2 separate regions of the Mus musculus genome follow, and region 1 is linked to region 2. A link is a contact called in public HiChIP or PLAC-seq data. All regions are on one chromosome and are shown on one strand. Each heading gives the region's core, a stretch centred on a gene start, on an enhancer-like site or on the middle of the called end of the contact. The rest is flanking DNA. Distances are from core to core; before and after follow the strand shown.

Region 1 (3,813 bases), core at 951-3,450, 350 kb before region 2:
ACGTGCTTTGTTGGAATTTTGCAGAAATTGCACTAGTATTTAAAGTTTCTGAGACCATCACCAAAGTATTAGAAGTTTAAACCTTAATGGCCAGTCTCATAGAGAAAACAAGCAGAGGGAAGATTTAGAAATCAAATGATCACATTCTAACATGAGACAGGGGAGAGTGAGGAAAGCATATTAAGACCGGGGCGAGGGAAGAGTAAAACACTAGCAGATGTGGAAGGTTGTACAAAGTCCAAGCCTGATAGGTATCCATGGATGGAAAAGCCATGGACATGGAAAGCTCAGGGGTGTTTCCTGAGGCTGTTTTAGGCTATGTCTTAATAAGTCTCATTCTGCCAAGTCTGCGTAGAAATTTGCATTTGCCTGACTGACCTTGATTAATAGGCCTTGAACGTGGCATTAAATGATCGACATAATGTGTCAGTGTATGGGCTGGAAACATTCTCAGAGCTAGAATATACACTATAATTTAACACATCTTGTATTCTTGACTATGCAGAACCTGATTCTTCTAAATACTTTTCTAGGGCCAATGAATGGGTTGAGGAGTTTCTTTGCCACCTCTTATCTCAGGTCAAAGGTCTTTTCTATTCACCATTTACCAGATGGGTTACTTCTTGAATTATCTCCTAACTTGGCTCAGCATGGATCACTAAACTCTATCTGAACATGCTTAGATATCCCACAGACAGCCTGGGCTTCTATTCATTTCCAAATATGTGTCCTTTCATGTTCTTTTCTTTCCCTCTTTCTCTCTCTGAAACATCTTTCTTCAGGGTTCTTCATGAACTTTGATTAGTCATGTTATTCAGATTTCAGCTTAAACCTAGTTCTACAAAGAGTTTCTGAGACACAAAAACTGTGCCCATTTTCCATAGAAAATAATGGTTCATCAGTGGTATCCATCAGGGACAAGTGTGGGTTTTCTGATTATCACTGCTTACTATGGACTCTTCTGACATGAGTACAGCCCAGGAGGAAAGAGTGACACTTCTGCCATTGTGTTCCTGTGCCTTGCTCCACCTGTAAAACATGGCATGACTCAGAACAGTCTTATAAGTAAATGAAAAGAAATATGAAAAGTTTTATAAGGAAATATTACAATGAAAGAAATTTATGCAGAGAAGAAAATGGAGGGAATTCAAATGAAAGCCTGAAGTTTTTCTGTGTGTTTTTGGAACTTTCTGTCTCCAAAAACCCCTCCACATGGGCAATAGGTCTTTCAGAGCTGTAACTGTGGATTCCAACCTTAGAAGAAAAAGGGAAATCAGAAGAGAAGACATTACGTGACAGAGGCAGAACTCCTGGAGCCTCTACAAGGAGAATCTCTTGACACTCTCACTGTGTTAGCCCCTTTTGTCACTGTAACGAAAGCTCTGACAAAACCACCTTAATGAAGGAATGGTTTACTCCAGACCTCGGTTACAGAGACTTCATCCCACCCTCAGCTGGCCCACCGTTTTGGGCCTATGATAAGACAGGGTCATGTGGCAATGGGATCATAAGAGCCAGGAGAGTATCGGCCTCAGGTTGGCCCCAAAGCAGAGTGAACAAGGTATACAGTTCAAGAGCGTGCCTTCAGGGACTTTCCTCCAAACACACTCCTTCTGAGAACTAACTTTTCTAGAAGCATATCAATGGGTTAATTGCTGAGGTGCATATTATCACAATCCAGCTACTTCTCAATATTACTGACATGTAGTTAAATCTTCAATACATGAGCTGTTGGTGTTGTTTTTATATCCAAACTATGACACTCACAGACTGTTTACCTTATTGCTTTTCCTGCAGTAAAAACTTCTTCAATGCTAATGTGTTCACTCAAAGTATGAATATTAATTGAAGGGCAAAAGTTAAGCCAAGATTCGTTAGGAGAACAAAAAGGCACTAAGAAGAATGCCTTGCGGCCACAATCTGAAACTCTTGAGAACAGTGTAAGATCTGAGGTGTCCATATCAGAAGGTTAACAATGAAAGATAGTGTGCTGGAGAGCAATCGTATCATGCTGAAAACGCAGGTCCCTGCAGGGACGGAACATCTCAGCTCAGAAACCCAGTTTACTGATTCAAAGAGTATTTCTCCCCACACTGACAAGAACAGAGCAGCTTTTTCCTGACTTCTAAGTGAGGCTTGGCCTGGAAAGCAGCAGCAAGCTGAAGGGACAGGACAACCTGAGTGTTTTCCCATGAGCACAGGACTCTCATTCATCCTTGGCAAGAGCTTTGAGTCAGTCTCCATAGAAAGGCAGGCTGAAACCCTGCTGAGCTGACAGCTGTCGCTGGCCTAGAGCCCACAGTGGACCTGAAGAGAATAATTCTCCCCAATTCACTTGCAGTTTAAAATAAAACCAAATCATCACTTTGGAATAACAGAATGTGAATGGTGCAGAAACTGAGGACGTTGTCTCTGTCTTCATGATCAGAGTGTAATCAAGAGGGTCAGGAGATATGCACATGAAGTCACAAACAGAATCACCTCGACTCATTCATTTGTATGATCTTCCTGTTTAATATAAATAAAAAAATTGCATGACTCTTAAAATTCAATGTGATTCTACAGACACTTTGAAAGTTAAACATAGTTATAGATTAATGCTTTCTAAAAAGTTCATAGAGATCTCCTAGACCAGAGTACCTGTGGTCTGAACTATGAAAGGTCATAGAGGCTACACAGGACTACTGTCTGGCACCGAGTTTCTTCCCTTGTGCCCCAAAGTGACGGCAGAGCTGCAAGAAATAATTTCAGCTCATATTTTCACAAATGAATATACATGAAATTAATCAAGAGGAAAATGACAAGAGGTGGCATCGGAGAAGGTCCAAATAATAATCACAAAGGATTCCCGGGATGCTCTCAGATATTCATCTTTCTTTTTGACACATAACTCTTAAGTAAATATAATATTTCACCATATACAAAGGCAATATGTCACTGGAAAGAATTTATGAAGCAGTAGGAGGTTGTATGTGCCAGTGTTTTAAACACTTACAGATTCATGAGCAGCTGGGGTTTTTATATGTAAATAAATTAAGTTTTCTATTAATCATCTCATGAACGCCACAAGAAAAAGTATAACACTGGAAGAGTATGAACATACTGGAAGTAATCACACAACTTAAAAGTACGCCTAAAAGACTAGGCTACATTGTATGAACCTATGTTTTCTTAATAATCTGGTTACTTAAAAACTGATAAACCATCTGTTTTGAAAAAGGAGAAAGTACATCAATCAAAATATCATATTCTCTTCCCATTTTTATTTTTTGCCATTTATTTATTTATTTATTTATTTATTTATTTATTTATTTATTGAGACAGGGTTTCTCTGTGCAGCCCTGGCTGTCCTAGAACTCACTCTGTAGACCAGGCTGACCTTGAACTCAGAAATCCACCTTCCTCTGCCTCCCAAGTGCTGGGATTACCACTTGGTAATGCTCCACCACTGCCAGGCTATATCACCTTTTTCTGAAGTATCTGTTGGCACTTGCTTTGTGAAAGACACTAGGCTCTTTAGGTCACAAAGACATTAGGTCACATTGTCTTTAAAAATAAAGAGATAGAGAAGACCTATGTTCTCATATAATGAACTATCAGACAGAAGAGGCTAATTTGCATATTTAACTATATAATTATCTCTATGTGAGAGTAACATTGGGTTGATATTGGTCACAAGAAAGGTATTAGATATATAACTGAGGATAAATGTTCAACGTAAAGGAGCAGCTTGGGAGGAAGGTTTAAAACTGTAATCAAATTAACAAGTTTCTCTCCAAAGTGGCTGAAGCATCATACACAGGAAGACATAGA
Region 2 (4,103 bases), core at 1,097-3,596:
GTGCCAAAGGTAATACTGGATTTTGAGGGTCAGCATTTCCTTAAGTGTACCTTAATATATTTTTAGTGAATTCTTATCATTTTTTCTGGGTGATTTTGTGGGGAGGAATTTTTGTTGTAGTTTTATTTGCTTGTGAGGAAAGTCAGTGATTTTTTAATAGTATACAAATACAATTAAACAGTATCCCAGAGGCTGTAATTAAAAACCATGGTAATAATACAACATGTAAACTGAGTCAAAATATTAGAAATATTGGAGATCTCTACCAAACTGTTTATCTCCTACCAAAATTACCACATACCAAAAGTAAATCTGACAACAGAGTCCAAAATCAAGGGTCTTTCACTTTGAAATTTAATTTGTTTATATAGTAAAATTGATATGTGTGTTTATATGTGTGCATACATATATACTTGTGTAGAAAGAGAGAGAGAGAAATGAAATAAATCTCCACTATATTACAAAGTTAAATAGAACTGCAGTTTAAAACAAATGACATCTGAAAGGTCAAGTGTTGCCAAAGGAAAAGAAATTCCTCTCCAAGAATCTTAAAATTTTAATGTAGTAATTTTTCTTTCTAGTGTTTTAATAATAGGTTCAAACAGTATTGGAATCACTGAAAATTCTGTGTAATGTAGTAGTCCTTTTCCTATTAATATATTCATATTTTTGGTTTCTACATCATACAACACCGCAAACTAATTACTAAAATTAATATCAAAGAGAAGATTTAAGAATCATATGCAAGGTTAAAGAAAGCCAAATATGCTAAAATGCAAGACAGTGTCATAGAATCAGTGTTGGTATAAAAAGAAACTGACAGTTATTGGTATGGTCTGTTTATTGGTTTTGACAAATGAGCCCTTCTGTAGGGCATGTTAGTGATACAGGAGAACTAACTGGTGTTACAAAGGAAGTTTTCATTCACAGCAAAGGGAAAAGATGTGAAAAGGGGGGAGAAAACAGAAGAAAGATATTCTGCTTCCTATAAAATCTCATTTCCCAGCTAAACAGGACCCCGATAAAGGCTGAGGCAAGCCCACTGATGGTCCCACTGTCATCACAGGCTATCTCCTGACACCTCAAAAATAAACCCCATAGAGAAAGCATGCATAGAGAGCTTCATGACAGGGAAGGCTATCACATGCTCAGGAAGTGTTATTCACTCCTTCCTCGTTCATACATATTCATATATTCAAAAATATTCATGTTAATTCAAAAACAACATGGTGCCTTCCTGTTGTTTTCCAAGAACTAAACACATAGATTATGTTCTTAGTCGTGTCCATCTTTGAAAAATAGTTCAGCCCCAGGAGGCATAAGATAGAGTAGCAGCAGAATCTGTCTTTTAAAATAGAATGGATTGACCTTCTAGATTTCTTAATAAATATTATTAGTATTTTATTAGAAATCGTGTGCCATCAAAAACTCAGTCAATAAAGTGGAAAATGCTCAGAGAAAAGTAACCAAAGAAGATGTGCGTCTTAGTTATGCTTTTTATTGCTGTGAACAGACACCATGACCACAGCAATTCTTATAAAGGAAAGCATTGAGGATGGCTTATAGGTCATAGGTTTAGTCAATTGTCACTGTCATCATGGCTGGCTGGAAGCATGGTGGCACTTGTGCAGACATGGTGCCAAAGAGGTCATTGAGAGTTCTACATCTGGATCCACAGGCAGCAGGAAGAGACAGTGAGCCACTAGCTTCTGAGACCTCAAAGCCCACCCCCAGTGACACACTTCCTCCACCAAGGCCACACCTCTTAATAGTACCACTCCTGATGGGCCTATGGAGGCCATTTTTATTCAAAGCACAACAGTGTGTCAGAAGATAAAGAGTGCTAAAAATTTTGAGACATGTGGGTTTATAAAGGTGAAGCTAGAAAAGAACATGAATAAAGTGCTCAGTGAGATGAATTAGTCTCACTTCTCAGATTCTGTAGCTTCAACCACTCTCTGTCATGTTTATGAAGAGGGACAACATCACACAGCAGTAGTGGGTCTCTCCACTGGATAACTTAGGAGCTGTGAGAAATGAAAACCACTGGGAACACATGAGTATTGATTCAAAGCATGTTTGAGAAAGAGTTTCAACTAAACTGTCCTATGCTATCCTGTATAGTTTGCCCACTCTGAGCAACTGATCATCGCCTGCATTGGTAGTTGCTGCAACCATTAGCTGACCTAACTGCTATCCAAGGAAGTTCCCTCCCTTAGTGGGCTTGGATTCAAGTCAGATGTAAGATAGTTTCCCCTAGGGAGCCTGGCCTGTAACACACACAGCCTGGTACCCATTAGGGCTATTCTGCGATGCAGCCAAAGAAGCCAGCTTATAATCATTGTTAAAAATAAACCTTGTGGGGAAGTACAGAGAGGAAAGCCACAGAGTGCCTTGCCAAGGGTTCAAATCGCTGGAACTTACTGGGGCATTTCCTGAAACCCCATAAACATCCTGATCTTTACGTCAGTGCTGAACCCGGCATCCTTTAACGATGAAATGCATCTGATTTGGTTACTGTTCCTTTCAACTAGCATAATGCCAACTATTAAAAAAAATGTATTCTCACTTTTGAACGTCAGGAGTAAGAGGAGCAGACAGAATGTAGGAAACCAGAGGCTGTTGTTTTGAGTGGCGTATCTGCCACTGGTGGTTTTATAACATAGAATAGCTTACAATCTGTGCCCAACAATTGTGTTACCTGTTGATTCTGCGCGCGCGCGCACACACACACACACACACACACACACACACACACACACGTGTTCGAGTATTCTTCTCCCTCTGTATCCCCCTTCAGTTCTCCCTTTCTGTCTTGCCCTCTTTTTTTTTTTTTTTTTTTTTTGGCTGTATGTCAAATGCTCATATTCTTCCCAAATTCACATTCTGGGACCAAACAGCCAATATGACGGAGCTAGTATGGAATCCTCATGAATCATATCAATGCCCTTACAAAGGAGGCTCCAGAGACTCCTTCACCATTCCTTTATCTAAGGACTCATGGGAAGATAGTTGAGAATATGCAAACCAGGAGTGAGGCCTTCCCAGGCACTGAGCATGCCTGTGTCTTCATGGGCACCCTTCAGAGTTGAAAGAAGCTGAAGGTATTGTTCATAGTGTAACTAAAGGTATTGTTAATAGTAGGTTCTTTATCGCAGCGTACAAGGTCACCTCTACTAAATGTTCAGTCTTTCTGTGTGTTATAGTTTAGGGATGTAGCATCCCCAACGGCTCTTGTGTTGAAAGCTTGTTCTACAAATGGGGACACTACCATTATCAATGAACTAACCTACATGAATTCACAATAGGAAATGCTACTCACAGCTGGAGCCTAGTTAGAGAAAGTAGTAATTAAGGATGTGCCATTGAAAGGTATCAACTTCATCCCCTCTACTTCCTGGCTGAACCCTGAGAGTGCTCGGCTGTGGCGTTCAGCCCTGTCTCTGCCTTGCCATGAGCCTAAGACTGATGGAGCCAGTTGCTATGGACTAAACTGTAAACAAGTCTAAATGAGCTTTTCTTCCCTTTTAATACTAAGCTGATTTGGATTTTCCTCTGCCAATGCAACTAATCCAAAACTCTTCAGTTTATCCTCAGGAAAATTCTTGGACAGGGCAGAAATCAGGCAGCTTCTTTGCCAAGATATCATTGGAACAGTATCTAGGTCACATACAAAAACTCCTCTCCTCTGAAACCTGCTAAGCTGGCCTCCCTCAGCTCAAATCACCCTCGATACTTCTATCTTCCACGGCCCTACTAGTGTGGCCCATTAATCCACACTTAGGTCTTTCAAGTGCTTTTCTAATCCAAAGTCCACATCCCTCCAAACAAAAGCATGGCATAGATAGATAGATAGATAGATAGATAGATAGATAGATAGATAGATAGATAGATAGATAGATAGATAGATAGATAGATAGGTAGGTAGGTAGATAGATAGATAGATAGATAGATAGATAGATAGATAGATAGATAGATAGATAGATAGATAGATAGATAAGAGATACAGAGATAGAGATATATGAAATACTAGTGGCTAAAACTGTCAGTAGGGATGAAGCAGAGGGTGGAGAAAAGGTGTGGATGGCAGCAGGTGAGCCAAC

Evidence for each region. HiChIP or PLAC-seq counts read pairs in DNA pulled down with a chosen protein or histone mark.
Region 1: an H3K27ac HiChIP or PLAC-seq map of VIP interneurons shows a contact between it and region 2, with 4 times the contacts expected there. The contact joins two enhancer-like sites. A contact is called at or near these places in 2 of 484 Hi-C or Micro-C datasets (cerebellar granule neurons and cerebellum) and 1 of 115 datasets of contacts at active chromatin or transcription factors (VIP interneurons).

The regions. Positions count from the first base shown.
Region 1 is chr15:42,323,823-42,327,635 of GRCm38.p6, reverse strand. No RefSeq gene overlaps it. Among named protein-coding and RNA genes, the nearest start is that of Gm41313, 340 kb to the left of the region's middle. Within about 2 kb of position 2,200, at least 26 of the 459 cell types and tissues checked have an H3K27ac peak or open chromatin away from gene starts, as enhancers often do. A contact at or near this core is called in VIP interneurons, where this site is marked.
Region 2 is chr15:41,969,299-41,973,401 of GRCm38.p6, reverse strand. No RefSeq gene overlaps it. Among named protein-coding and RNA genes, the nearest start is that of Abra, 100 kb to the right of the region's middle. Within about 2 kb of position 2,346, at least 13 of the 459 cell types and tissues checked have an H3K27ac peak or open chromatin away from gene starts, as enhancers often do. A contact at or near this core is called in VIP interneurons, where this site is marked.